5 separate regions of the Mus musculus genome follow, and all the other regions are linked to region 3. Evidence: chromatin contacts called from public HiCAR-type, HiChIP or PLAC-seq and promoter capture Hi-C data. All regions are on one chromosome and are shown on one strand. The core of a region is the stretch at or near the end of the contact, and the rest is flanking DNA. Distances in the headings are between cores, read along the strand shown.

Region 1 (2,700 bases), core at 70-2,569, 1.8 Mb after region 3:
ACAAACAAACAGCATTACATCATATTCTTAACTATTACCTAATATGAATCTGTACTTACCCATTTCATATTTTCTTGTTTTCTTTGGACCTCCTTCCTCCAGTAGGGAGAAAAAAATTCCAAATTTCTCTGAGGTCTCCAAGGAGCTGAACTGATAACTTTAGCTCTAACTTCCTCATTTCAACTAAGCTTATGCTGACTTATCTTAGCAAAGGTACCTTATGGACCTGACACTACTAAAGGCATTAGTTAGCCAAAGTGCTTTTCAGCACAGCGCTCTTACCTTGCACTGAAATAGACTTCTAAATACTAGGTAGAAATTAAAATATTAATTGAACTGTATTCAAGAAGACTGAAGGTAGATTTATCTTTTGATCATTTATAAAAATTATCCTTTAGAGGTATGGTTTTAACACTTGGGGGTGAGGGTGGGGAGGCAAGTGTTAGTCTTCCTAGCTGTACCACTCTTAAATTTACTATTTGAAGATTCTGCCATTTGTTGTTTGGGGAGCAGGCGGGACAACGAGCCCTCTCAAGCTGGACTAGAAAGCGTTGCCAACAGACATCAGTGTCTGAACAGATTGCAGCAGCGAACCTCTGAGACTAGTCACTCCTCAGAGAAAGAATAAAAACAACTAGATGACAAGCAGAGGCCTTAGCCCCAAGTAGCAATAAGGGGAGGGAGGAGAAGAACCCACCTTTAAAAAAAAAAATCTTTCAGATCAAACTGAGTTTGCTTGAGACAGTAATTCCGGGAGGGTTTCCCTGCCGGATCTTCTACTTCAAAAAGTCAACTACCCTTCAAGTCAGTTCCTGTCCGCGGGGTTCAGCTCTCTTCCCTGTTTCCTGGCTCATCTTCCAATGTGGCATGGGTTCTGGAACGGCCCGCACTTTCAGTGTCTGAGTCAGCTATAAACACCCAGCTGCTAGTCTGATCCCCTCCCCCAAGTCCAACACTTCCAAATGACTTGGTCTTTCACAAAGGCAATGTAGCAGAAGACCTGGAAAAGGTACCCAACCTTCAGAAATCAAACGTGGGCTTTCCTACCCTGGCAGCCTAGAAAGGCACGCAGCTGTCCCCTTTGCTAGTGAACGAGTCTCAAGGAGAAGGTCACTAAGAACTGAGGTTCCAAAACTGCTCCTTTCCGGAAGGAAACGCTAGGAAGTTGGAAGCAGGAGTTCCCTGATGTGGACTAGAAAGGAAAGAGCTGAAGCCATCTCCATGGAGATGCCCACTCACCTAAAATTCAGCAGCCTTTCCCCTATTAAGGCCAGACAGGCTCCCAGCAAGGTCAGCGCCACAAGCTTCCCCATGGTGTCTGGGTGCCTTAGGCAAAAAGCAGGAAGACTGGTGCCGCTCTGGGGCGCGGACTCAGGGTCCCGCCCACTGATCAGTCCCTTGTGCCCCGCCTGCCTGCACCTCCTGGCAGTTGTGCTGATCCTTTCTAGCAGTCTTGGGAGTTTTGCTCTCTCCTGCGCCAAGGCTCAAAGCCACCTCCACATGGAGGGCTCAAAGCCACTTGTCTACTTGAGTTTCAAGGGGATTTTTGTTCTTCTGATTCAAGTCCACCTTTATTAGCGATGGTTCAAGGCCACTTTAATGTGCAGATTCTAAGGCTGGCTCTCCAGGCAAGCGGTCCAAGAACATATTTCTGCCTAGGCTAAGGTCAGCTAAACTCTGGACCATTCAGGTTTGAACTCACAAGCTGGAATCCTCACGGTGTGGAAAATTTGTTTCTTAAAGTCACAGAACTCAATTAACCTCAGCTTCTCCAGTGGAGTGATGTGAGAGAGCTGCCTGGGAAGCCAGAGTTCATAGACTAAAGCTTCAGAGTTCTGGCAGGCTGCATGTAAGAGGAGAAATTGCTCCATATACACCCTGAAGAAGAAAATCCTGAAAGACGAGCCCTTTGGCTCATCCTTCTCGAGGAACCAGAGCTCTGAACTTTGGCTCAGAACTTCCTGGTGCCTTCATGGTGGTAGACAAGTCCATCTGTCTGGCAATCTGGAAGATGAGCAGAATGTAATAATATTAATAATAATAATGATAATAACATCAACAACAATATATCGTTTTTATGGGAGAGTCTTACTCTTCTGTGAATTTCAGGTCTTTCCAATGAAGAGCAAACTTTCCTTTCAGATAAACAATACTGTTGGAGAGACTGAAGATGGCCAGACACTTGAGTTTAGGGAACATCGCACCTTCAAGGATCATCTCTTTTTAGTTACTAATAGGAGGTAGCAGCAGCAGAATTCAGTTTAAAAAGAGAGCTTTTTTTTGAAATAGGTAGATTTTATAGGACTAAGGTGTAGCGTCCGCTCTTGACCAGCAAGAACAACACGACCACCAGTCCTTCTAACAACAGTTTATTCAGCAAACTTCCGTCTTCATCTCTCTCACTTCAACTTTCTCTCTCATCTTTTTTCCTTCTCTGACCCAGGCCTCTCACTCTTATATACTCTCAGCCCTCATCCACTCACAGCAGGCCACGTCACCTCACCAGGCACGCAGCTTCAGCTAATCAGGGCAGCAGGGGCATGTCTCCACCAAAATGGATTCGCCAGTATCCTGGTGCACCTGCGCAGCTCTCATGATGGTTGTGGCTTATTTTCAGATGTATGAGGAAGTCAGGTGCAAGACATAAGACTTAGCTGCAGTCCCTGGCGCCTTCTTGGGACTGCTGCCACACCCACTCCT
Region 2 (2,700 bases), core at 38-2,537, 1.6 Mb after region 3:
ACAAGTCACACTTCCTGTAACTAAGTTAGTTACTTCCCTTGTATTTAGCTGCAGCTGAATTGCTAGGTCCAGTCCACACTGGAGAGGAAGGATCCCAGTAGAGCACAGGAAGCAGTGTCACGGAGGTCATTGTGCCACTGAGACACCATGGCCAAAAAAAATAAAATAAAAGAGTGACCTTGGTTTTGAGTATGCCGGTACAAACTAAAGAAAACATTAAAATCCAAAGCTAATTAATGAAGTAGCAAAATTGATACAGAGTACTGAAGAAAAGAAACATGAATTTGAGTAGTTGGAAGAGATTTTACTTAAAGATCTCTAGTTAAAATTGCTATGATAATAATTTATCAGCAGTGTGGTAGGTGAATGAGCTGAGCCCCTGAAGATTGGGAACCCAGGGCTATCCGAGTAATCTAGGTATTTAAACATTTCTCCACTCAAGGCCTGGATAGATGGCTCATCAGCTAAGCACTCTTCCTGCTTGTGCAGAGATCTAGCTTCAGGTCTCAGGACCCATGCTGGGTCCACCAAGGGAGAATCCTATGCCTTTATCCTCCAAGGATATCAACAGTCGTGTGCATGCACCCCTGCATAAACACACACTTACACATAATTTAAAATAGTAAAAATAGATCTTTTAAAAACTGTTTTTCTTCTTGGAGACTAGGTACTGACAAGGATATGAAAACCAACAAGCATTCTCTGAAATAAAGTTTGAGATGCCATAAACAGGTAAAAACATGCACACATCTGAATGTGCTCATGCACAGACTCTCTGTCTCTTGCCATGTGATCTACTGAGCCAGCTCATAGCTCTGTCTGCCGGTAAGGAGATTACTATCATGTGTGGCCCCTTAACTTTGAACTTCGAGAACTGTGAGCTGAAACACCCCTCTCTCTAAAGTTCAAACAACCAAGCTCACAAACCCGGTACATTTTAAGGGACTTAGTAAAGGGTAGAGTGATGAATATGCCTCACAGGCCAGGCATCACACTGGAGATTTGTGTAATTAGTTACTTGAATCCCCTTAATATACAATGACATTGAAATCTTTCAACTTTTCTCTGGGCCTCAGGCTTTTCTGGAGACCTGCTCTCTCTAGTCCCAAAGACGTGCTTTTGTTGTAATACTCTGTAGTTATCCTGTCCAAACAAGAGGGGGAAGATAGTCCTAGTGAGAAGGTCTCACGGTCTGTAAGTGTGTTCTTGCCTGGGGTAGAGCCCTGAGTGTGTCACTCATGTGTGTCGTTAGAACAGTCTCAGAAGAAAGTGCTTCACAGCGCTGCAGTAATGTTTAGACTCTTCAGTGGCTCAATATTTCAAAACTAGGCCACACGGACGTCACTGACCCAGCTTGGAAAAGGAGATGTTCTTTGTGGGGAAGATGCTTTTTGCTAGAATCTTGTGGATGGAGAATGTGTTTAACTGTACTTCACACTGAAAAGTCGAGCTAGCATCAGTGCCTTGTCTGAGGTCTTGCTCTATAGACAGAGTTCTCCTCTATTTTCTCTCAGAATTAAGTCTGAGAATATATGTAACTGGATTCAAATCCAGTAAACAAATTCCCACAAACTGCATAATTAAGGCTATTTTTATGATTAGCACCACTTAGTGTCCCAGGATTCACCAGAGTAAACATTGCTATAGCAAAAATGACTGCAAATGGTTGAGCCTAGCAAGAGAAAATCCCCAGTAGGGCCATTTCGGCCTCAGCTGCAGCTGTGCTTAACGGCATTTCATACTGGAAAGCTGAGATTAACAGGAAAATCAGGCTCTGCCATAGTGTGCAGATGTGGCTGCAACTGTCTTAATTTATTCAGCAAACATTTGTTCAGGGCCTCCTGCGTGCCAAACTGGCCACTGGGATTCCAGGGATAAATTGTACCTGGCACAGTTAAGGAGCTTCCATTTGATGGGAAAAGGCAGATGTGACTGAGAGTTGGAGGTGTGCACGGGGCCAAAGGACAGGGAGCCTCACTTCACAGGGTGTGCGTGGATAGGCATCGTGGACCATGCCGACAGACGTGTGGAGAGGCTGTGAGACACTGAGGCACAGGACTTTGCTTGAGTTTGATATAACTTGCTCCACACTTGTAACACAAGAAAAGGAGTCAGTTTAGGAAAGGAATGTCTTATGTCAAAATACTGATAAAGGATGTATGCGTGGAGTCCTGAGGAATCTCAGGTACAAGGCAACAGCTGGGTGAACGTGTGCTTACCAGATAGAGGCTTTCGGAGGCTTCAGGCTCTGGCACCACCGCAATGTTGGCACCAACAACACCAATCACAAACATCAGCTCTTTTGACTATCTGTCATTTGTCATTCTGTTAAATGCTTTCCGGGCACCATGTCATTTAACAGTGACATCTTGTCTTGGTAAGGAACTATTTTTTGTTTGTTTTCTTTTGCTTTTCACTTGACAGGTGAAAAGATCAAAATTTTGATCTAGAACGTTCCTTCAAATCTCAGAGGCAGCATTTGAACTCAGATCATTGGTCCCCACATTGCCAATGTCCTGTAATTGAAAGCTTATGTTTCTTCAGTAAAACATAGGCTACTGCATACAGGTCCTGTGTGTGCTACAGGCTTTAATATGTCTGCATGCCTGCTTTCCTACCAACCAGGAGGTGACTTGACCAAAAGATGCGGCCTGACAGGATCATTTAATAAAATGTTGCTGTCCCAGTGCATGAGTGTCT
Region 3 (2,700 bases), core at 1-2,500:
CTGCATAGGCGATTTCTGAGCTAGTGTCCAACCCTCCATACAGTCAAGTTTATGCTTTGCTTTTATAATAAAAACATTAGTTATTAGTTTTTATAATACGTTAAACTAATGTAGTTAAAAGGCACTGGTGTCCTGATTTAGGAGTCACTCCTCAGCATAATACCGGGAACCTTTAAGCATTTAAGTCATCAGTTTATACGTCTAACAATCTTAGGTAAGTATCTTAACTTCTCCATGCCTGTTTCACCATTTTTTAACATGAAGATGATGGTAACTCCAGAAGATGTTCATGCATACGAGCTTGCGGGTGTGTTTCTTGTGTTTTTCTTTCTTTCCTTTTCAATCTTTTTGTTTGTTTGTTTGCATGTTTTGTTTTCTAGAGGGAGAAAGAAAGAAGGTGCGTGGAAGCAAGTGTGGCGGTAGGGGCAGATCTAGGATGAGTTGGGGGAGGGGAGACCTGATCAGAACATATTGTATGAAAAATTGTAGTACAAAAACAAAACAAAACAAGGAAAAGATGCTCATGTAGATAAATGCATAAGGTCATACACATGAAGCCATTAACAAAATTTCTCCCAATTCGTAAGTTTTCATTGTTACCTATTGTTATTAGCTCTGGGTTTGCTGCCCCCCACAGCAAAGTTACCCCGTTACTTTCTCCTTTATACTACTAATAACAAGATCAGGGCTTTAAAGTGACAAGTGCCCTCATACTTACTGACATCTGCCTCGACTTGCCTTTGCTAAAGCAGGTAGAAAAATGATAGGTGGGGTAGACGAAATCCTTTGATTTTTCTAGAGCGTTTTCAGGAAATGCCAAGAATGAAGAAGAACCTACGGCTGGCCATCAGTATCTTAGGGGTCCTGCCTCCCACTTTCCTCAGGGCACACCCAGAGCCACTGGGAAATTCCTTGTCTTAAGTCACCTTTCCAAGTGCTCTTTATGGAGGTCAATCAGTCTCTTTCCTCGCCTCTCTAGCCCAGGTGTGCTTTCTCTTGCACTCCTAGAGGGCATCTTGTCAAAGTGGACTATCTACAGACGCTTCAGAGTTGTTTAGTTCAGTGGCCAGACTACCTAAGTCATAGGTATTCGCCTCGCCCAACGCTCTTCCAAGTCCAGGTAGTGGCTCTGGAACAGAAGGAGTCCCAGTTCATTGAAGCGACTGCTTCTTGGGAAATGTAGTACTGAAGTTGGCCTCCTCCTTTGATTGCAGCCGGAAAACTACATTTCCCGTCATGCTCGGGGAAAGGAAGGCTGACCCAGGCGGGCAGCTCCACGTGACGACTCACTATGGCTTCCCTGTGTTGTAGCCGGCTGTCTGGTGGGATTATGTGATTTGTTACTTCTCCGAGGCAGGGTAATTGTCTCTCGACTTCGACATGCAAAAAATCAAATCTCTCATGACCCGGCAGGTGAGTTCTGTTTTCTGAACTAAAGAGCTTCCCGCTCCCGGCTGTGAGAGGCGCCGAGACGCCCAGTTCCTTGGTGGCGGCGGGCGTAGGCTTAAGTTATAGTGGGTGGCGGGGCTCAGGGGTGTTGGGCAGCTAAGTAGTACACTGGAAATCTCAACTGAGCCTCCTAGATCCGACCTCGACTCCTTGAAAGAAGTGTCTTCCTACAAACATTTCGTTTAGACAAAGCCAATCAGGGAGCTGGGCTGTCTTTGTACCTTCTCCTTTGCTTTAGTTTCCTTTCCAGGACAGCCTTAGCTGCTTTGCAGCGTCCCCCTCGTCCTCACTGGTGGTCGTTTGCCAGTAGGTGCCCTGGAAAGTGAGGTGGGGTCTGTGCAGTAGAGAAAACTCGAAAGAGCAAGGGTGAAGGCAAAGGGCTGTTTGTAGCCAACATTGGTAGTGTTGTGGATTGGCAGTAACTCTCCAAACTTGTAGCTGTGTTTTTGGATTTAAACATGGGAATGACAATTCCTTTTCTATCCCCCTCCCATCTCAAAGTATCGCATTGTAAGTCACCAGTAAGCTAGTATATGTCAGCATTCTTTGTGTATTGCTACTTAAAAAATAAAATTCTGACAAAGAATTTTTTTTTTCAGAATGATAATTCAGGAATAAGACTGGTACTATATCTTGTCTCACATATGTTAGAGCTTCCTAATACTGTGTCTCAACTTCCTTCGAGGAGTTGAAGAAATGTATGTTTTTTTTAGGTATTTATTGATCATTTTATTTCAGAAACCTTTGTTTTGACTGTAGCATTTTTAGCTACTGAAACATAATTAGAATTTTTCTTTGTTTTAATAAGAAAGAAGTGCAATTTAGATGAGTTTTAAAATCATTGTGGCTTAGAAATGTTGGTAGAGTCCTTTCTTTAAAGCTTCACTTATAATTTCTTTTTCTTAACAAGAGAACAGAAGACTTCTTGTCCTGCTTGAGGATTCAAAGTGTCAGCAGTAGTGGGACAGACACTTGTAATTTCTTATAGACAGTACGTACGTGATCCTTGCATAATGCTTTTCTTTTTCTTGATTTGAGTCGAGAAACTAGGAAAAAATTTTCTATGAATAATAAAACAAACAAGCAGGGGGCAGAGGCACTTAGCAGCCTTTCACGTTGTTGGACACTGGCGCTGTGCGTCTTGCTGCTTCTTACTTGAGAATAGGTTTGGAGGCTGCTCCATCCTGAGGTGAGAGGAGAGGGAGCAGACACTCAGGAGCCCCTCAGATTTGGATGACTACATTCTGGTTT
Region 4 (2,700 bases), core at 119-2,618, 2.0 Mb after region 3:
GAAAGGAAGAAGGAAGGAAGGAAGGAAGGAAGGAAGGAAGGAAGGAAGGAAGGAAAGAAAGAAAGAAAGAAAGAAAGAAAGAAAGAAAGAAAGAAAGAAAGAACGAAAGAAAGAAAGAAAATACTTGTGGCTCCTATTGCCACAACCGGGAGCACCTTAGCTCTAGGTCACTGTGAAATTAAATACAAATTTCAAACTCAACTGCGACTCAGGCCTCATAATATTACAATGCAGGAAAAAAATTTCACATTAATTTGACACGAATTATCATTTCACCTTGTCTAGTAAGAGGGAGACCCACAGAAGAAGCCATACTGCTTTCAAATCTACCAGTTCATCCCCTTCCCTCCCCAGGAAAGGCACAGAGCATCCCTTGGGTTAGCCTGTGGGAAATAGGATGATGCCAGCCTTCTGGTTCCTTTCTTGCTTCCCTCTCTCCATTGCTTCCCTCGCTCCTCGTTTTAATTCTCTCTCCTACATGGATGGCCTCCCGCTGATCCTTACCCTTCAGCCTCCCAAGCCTCACGCACATCACTAGTTCATGATGTCCCCATGCTTCACAAATGACATCCTCCTGATATGAGAACGTTTTACTTCCATACTACTCTCACGAAAGATACTTCAAGAAGGATTTAAATTTTCACACTCTGAAGACAATTGGCAACTAGACAAATTTGAATAGATATGTTAATGTTAGAGTGTAGAGAATGTAGTTAAAATATACAACGCACATCTTTTTTAAGATGACCTTGAAATTTCCACTACTTCTAGGTAGAGAAAGTTTACCACCATTTCTTCATAGGAAAGTTCTAAGTATGAGAATCCTTTCTCTCATATGGGTTTCCCAACATGCACAATCCTTGGATCACTTTGGCAATTTTATCTCCCTTTTGAACTCGACTTTCTGAGGTCAGTGCATATTTAACATTTCACCCAAGCCTCGGCACCAGCCAGAAGGCACTGGCTTTTTGAGTGCAAACATAAAAAGCTGCATGATACTGGAGCTGTCTTGACAGAGATACTTTTCCTCTGGGTTTGCACATAGGCTGCAATGCTCAGCCACAAGCTCGATAAAGTGCTTTGATTCCTTCCATCCTGTCCTTTCTAGAGCACACTAATACCTATACAATGTACATTTACACACATTTCTCCCAAGGCGCCAAGCTTTGCATGGCGGGGAAACACTGAAAATGTTCACTAAACACCAATTTATTTGGCTGGCAGCAAGAACCACCAAACATCCAGCTGTTGCAACTGCAAGCCTCAAACTCTGTACTTGTTGAGAAAGAGCTGTAACTCAGAGGCAGACTTCTTTTCAGTATTTGGAACAGTCAGGAGTCATTTTGCATTGCCAAAGGAGAAGCAGGACACCTGTTATCCCCTGGAGCCCTGCCCTGACTTCTCCCGGGTCATCCAACCAAGCTCTGTCCCTCATCAGGTCAAGGTTTGTACTCGTGTTTGTGTTTTGCTTGCTTGGTTTTGTGTTGCGTTGTTTTGCGGAAACTAGAGTCCACACACATTCACGAAGCAGCAATGCCACAGACCCACTTTGATCCCGTAAAATGTCAGGCGTCATCCGCTTCACACTGCCAGCTTCTCCTTCGCCAGGTTCTTCGGTTCCCTGCTTGGGATACACCAGTCATCAGCTTCGGAGCTCATCTGATAATGTTTGAAGGCTGACTTGTTAAAGACTGGGAGCTTTTCTACAGACTCAGAAGATAAAGCCTAAAAGGAGAGTAGAGAAAAAGAACAACTTAAAGAAATGACGCATGGCTGTACTGCATTATTCAAAATACATTCAGAGGTATGATTTAATATTCAAGTTCTCTCATTTAATTGATTTTGTGGGAAAAATGTACCAAACCCAGGGTGTTCTAGATATTTCACAAAACATGACTAAAATACTATTATCTTTATTCAATAAAAGCTTAAATTATAGGTGTGGGATTGTAGATACTTGGGTACAGATTTTGTGTTCAGTAATGACCGTTGGAGACCTCTGATATAATGGAGTTGAAAAGAAAAGAAATTCTTTTCAGAAAGGAACCTGGGTTTCTGTGATGGAGACCTGAGACGATACTACTCATCGGTCATAGGCTTGTTTCCCTACAGTTTGAACACTTTTGCCCCTTTCAGAAATGAATAAGTGCACCAAGTATTTGAGAAAGTCAAGGGTACGTGAGTATTTAAGTCCAACGGACAAAACGGAAGAAGCCTAGAAGCAACTGAGGTTGCAGGTCTTACCAGCTCTAAAAAAAATTTTTTTTTGTTGAAAACAGAGTTGGGAAGGTGATCCTAACCAACAAATTTAAGCTTTATCTGAGATAGGAAACTATGTAATCAGTTTTAAATTTCAGACAGGAAATACCTGGCACCCACTGATGGCTTGTGAGTAATCTTTCCCCTGGGTTTTAAATAGAGCCAGCTTAAGGTCACAAAGGTCTTGGGTTTTGATGTTTTAGTCTGAACCTTCCTCAGCACTATATAGCCCACAAGGCTGAGTAAAAAAGAACTCTGGCTATCCTCAGAGATGCCAAAGAGAAGCTGTCTGAGAAAGATCCCCATCAGGATGCTGCCTCTCTGGGGCTCAGGCTGTGTCTGGGTCAGCACTGGGTCAGGGAGCACACCTTAGCTTTCTCTTGGGCAAGCTGTGTGTGATAAGTATGGTGTGCACACATCCAAACAGGAACGTTAATAGCT
Region 5 (2,700 bases), core at 133-2,632, 1.0 Mb after region 3:
TGTTTATTCTCTTCTATTTCTAGCATTTTTTTTAATTTAGAAAGAGAAGCCAGTTAGCAATATCCAGAACCTTTTGCTTATAGCAGCTGCTGATGGAGCTAACCTACTTAGAAATTCTTCCTCACCGGGAAGTCGAAAGGGGGAAGGTTTCCCAAGGAGTTCGCCAGTTCCTTCTTCATGAACATAAAAATGGCCTAAAGATGCTGTGTCTGCTGTGACTTTGGGGACATAATGAGAGTCTGAATAGGTCTCTCCAGCCTCATGATGGATGCTCGGCAGGCCAAGAGGAGCCTGCGGCCCCGGGTAACTTGGAAGACTCCAAGAAACTTTGGGAAGGAGAATTTACTATGTCTCTGCCGCTGTCCTGGACAGCCAAAGTCTCCTACTCCAATTCTTCAGAGTCAAAGTCTCTTCCCAAGATGGGGAGAGATTGCATCTGTTCTGGAGGGGACAGCTTGGGATGTTAAGGAAGAGGTTGTATACGCCCTAGGGATGATGGGAGGTGTGAAGATGCAGGCAGGGGTGCCTGGCAGTGGCTGTGGAAGGGGTCATAAATAGGCAGCAAGGCCAAGAAGGCTGAGTGTTCACTGATCTGTTATCTGATCCAGGCTCGGCATCTGAGTCTGGCTGGTAATCCTTCATGGGGTCTGTACATGGGGCTGGAAATGGGGCTTAACCAAAGTAAATGTAATAATGCACAGTTTATCTCTTGATGCCTGCTCCCCTCATCAACGAGAGAGAGGGGGGTACAGACAGAGAGAGTCAGAGAGAGGATGGAGGAGGGAGGGAGGAAGGGAGGGAGGAAGGGAGGGAGGGAGGGAGGGAGGGAGGGAGGGAGGGAGGGAGGGAGGGAGAGACAGAGAGATAGAGAGACAGAGGAGAGAGGAGATTATGGGCACACAGGCCCCCCCAAACTGGGGAAATTAGGGGGCAGGGGTGGAGCCAACCCATGAGGGCAGCTCTAGAGCTCGCCACGCTGTCACCCTCCTCCCCTCACACCCCAGCCCCCTCCAGCCTGCAGATGGCCCGCAGGGCACAGAGTGAAGCGGGACTGGACAGCTCCTGCCTTTTCATCTTCGGCCTCCAGGTCCCTCAACACCTGCCCCGCCGCCCGGAGATCTGTAAAGAGCCCACGTAGGTGTCCTAAAGTGCTTCCAAACTTGGCAAGGGCGAGAGAGGGCGGGTGGCTGGGGAGGGCGGAGGTATGCAGACAGGGAGTCAGAGTTCCCCCTCGAAAGCCTCAAAAGTGTCCACGTCCTCAAAAAGAATGGAACCAATTTAAGAAGCCCCGTAGCCACGTCCCTCCCCCCTCGGCTCCCTCCCCTGCTCCCCCGCAGTCTCCTCCCAGCACTGAGTCCCGGGCCCCTAGCCCTAGCCCTCCCATTGGTGGAGACGTTTTTGGAGGCACCCTCCGGCTGGGGAAACTTTTCCCATATAAATAAGGCAGGTCTGGGCTTTATTATTTTAGCACCACGGCAGCAGGAGGTTTCGACTAAGTTGGAGGGAACGGTCCACGATTGCATGCCTGCGCCCGCCAGGTGATACCTCCGCTGGTGACCCAGGGGCTCTGCAACACAAGGAGTCTGCATGTCTAAGTGGTAGACATGCTCAGCTTTGTGGATACGCGGACTCTGTTGCTGCTTGCAGTAACTTCGTGCCTAGCAACATGCCAATGTAAGTGTCTTCTGCTTGTTTGGGGGAGATGAAGGAGAGAGGCTGGATAGGTGGGCACCCTTATCTCAACAGAGGGAAACTTCACACATTCATTCCACATACAGCTTGTGAGGTCGCCCTCTAATCTGTCGGAGAAAACACTAGGGTTCACGAGATACATGGGAAAAGAATGGAAATATGAAAGACTTGACTGTTGCCAAGAGTTGGGGGAAGTTTTTCCCTTAAAACTAGACTGTTAGCCCGGATGCCCCGGTTGGTGAAGCTCACAAAGAGGCAAAGAAGGTTGCCTCAAGATATAAACCTGGCTGACAGCATGAACGACTGAGAGGGCTCCACTCTTCAATTCCCAGAATTATGCCCGTGGTCACGTTGTGAAACTTGAGGCCTAGTTTAGAAAGCCCCGTAATAGAATAATACAAAACTCACAGGACTCCATTTTCTTGTGGGCGGCCGAGTTGCTCTGGATGACGTTGATGAAGATAATGATAAAAATACGCCCCCTGGAGGGGGTAAAGTGCAGGAACAGGGACCAGGCCTTAAGCGCTAGGAATTCCAATTAAAGACTTCCCAGGTCCATGGAGTAATTTACATTTCTGGGCCATATGTAAAGAACCCAGATGGTGTATCTTGAGAAGCGGGCTGCTTCGGCCTCAGCTTTTATCTTCTGAATAGTCAAAGCAGCGTCCCAATCCATTACCTGATCATGGAAATGGTAACTTTTAACTAAAATAAGCTCTGTTCACTTACACTTCAACAAGTTCCCACCTGTAATCACACACGAAAACAACAGATGTGAGAAATATCAACTTCGTCCTGAGATTCAAGAGCCTGGGGATTCTTCTCAGGAGTCTCTTACTCGTTTACCATGTGACTTCAAATGAATCAATTGGGCCTTTTTCTAAAATGTGGGGTATATACTAAATGTGCCAACTTCGAGGCTATTTTCCATTTCTAGGTTGTATAACTAACTAGAATTTCCTGAAGAAAGAATGAAGAAAACCACTTGGGTTTCATCTTTTAAAATGG

Evidence for each region. Promoter capture Hi-C pulls out the DNA fragments that hold promoters and counts their contacts. HiCAR-type assays count read pairs that join an accessible place to other places. HiChIP or PLAC-seq counts read pairs in DNA pulled down with a chosen protein or histone mark.
Region 1: a contact with region 3 is called in a HiCAR-type map of astrocytes, with 9 times the contacts expected there. The contact joins the promoter of Pon3 here to the promoter of Vps50 in region 3. A contact is called at or near these places in 10 of 39 promoter capture datasets (the 3T3-L1 cell line, 3T3-L1-derived adipocytes, the C10 cell line and 5 more), 2 of 484 Hi-C or Micro-C datasets (the AML12 cell line and B cells) and 2 of 115 datasets of contacts at active chromatin or transcription factors (astrocytes and pro-B cells).
Region 2: a contact with region 3 is called in a promoter capture Hi-C map of pre-B cells, with 6 times the contacts expected there. The contact joins the enhancer-like site here to the promoter of Vps50 in region 3. A contact is called at or near these places in 6 of 39 promoter capture datasets (the C10 cell line, cranial neural crest, frontonasal cranial neural crest and 2 more) and 6 of 484 Hi-C or Micro-C datasets (the AtT-20 cell line, brain, cerebral cortex and 3 more).
Region 4: a contact with region 3 is called in a promoter capture Hi-C map of liver, with 3 times the contacts expected there. The contact joins the enhancer-like site here to the promoter of Vps50 in region 3. A contact is called at or near these places in 8 of 39 promoter capture datasets (the 3T3-L1 cell line, the C10 cell line, cranial neural crest and 5 more), 1 of 115 datasets of contacts at active chromatin or transcription factors (embryonic stem cells) and 1 of 9 other capture datasets (embryonic stem cells).
Region 5: a contact with region 3 is called in an H3K4me3 HiChIP or PLAC-seq map of stem cell-derived neural progenitor cells, with 6 times the contacts expected there. The contact joins the promoter of Col1a2 here to the promoter of Vps50 in region 3. A contact is called at or near these places in 5 of 39 promoter capture datasets (3T3-L1-derived adipocytes, cranial neural crest, embryonic stem cells and 1 more), 4 of 484 Hi-C or Micro-C datasets (embryonic stem cells, palatal mesenchyme and ventricular fibroblasts) and 2 of 115 datasets of contacts at active chromatin or transcription factors (embryonic limb bud and stem cell-derived neural progenitor cells).

Annotation. Positions count from the first base shown.
Region 1 is chr6:5,254,914-5,257,613 of GRCm38.p6, forward strand. Pon3 (paraoxonase 3) reads right to left here and starts at 1,320. Exons shown (of 9, transcript NM_173006.2): 1 at 1,240-1,320. The coding sequence starts at 1,313.
Region 2 is chr6:5,093,809-5,096,508 of GRCm38.p6, forward strand. All of the region lies in intron 6 of Ppp1r9a (protein phosphatase 1, regulatory subunit 9A), which reads left to right. Among named protein-coding and RNA genes, the nearest start is that of Gm52886, 40 kb to the left of the region's middle. Within about 2 kb of position 1,288, at least 16 of the 459 cell types and tissues checked have an H3K27ac peak or open chromatin away from gene starts, as enhancers often do. A contact at or near this core is called in pre-B cells, where this site is marked.
Region 3 is chr6:3,497,143-3,499,842 of GRCm38.p6, forward strand. It overlaps Vps50 (VPS50 EARP/GARPII complex subunit), which reads left to right and starts at 1,251. Exons shown (of 28, transcript NM_024260.5): 1 at 1,251-1,413. The coding sequence starts at 1,381. It also overlaps a transcript of Hepacam2 not described here.
Region 4 is chr6:5,483,868-5,486,567 of GRCm38.p6, forward strand. It overlaps Pdk4 (pyruvate dehydrogenase kinase, isoenzyme 4), which reads right to left. Exons shown (of 11, transcript NM_013743.2): 11 at 1-1,725. The coding sequence ends at 1,582. Among named protein-coding and RNA genes, the nearest start is that of Pdk4, 11 kb to the right of the region's middle. Within about 2 kb of position 1,369, at least 7 of the 459 cell types and tissues checked have an H3K27ac peak or open chromatin away from gene starts, as enhancers often do. A contact at or near this core is called in liver, where this site is marked.
Region 5 is chr6:4,504,236-4,506,935 of GRCm38.p6, forward strand. Col1a2 (collagen, type I, alpha 2) reads left to right here and starts at 1,383. Exons shown (of 52, transcript NM_007743.3): 1 at 1,383-1,674. The coding sequence starts at 1,605.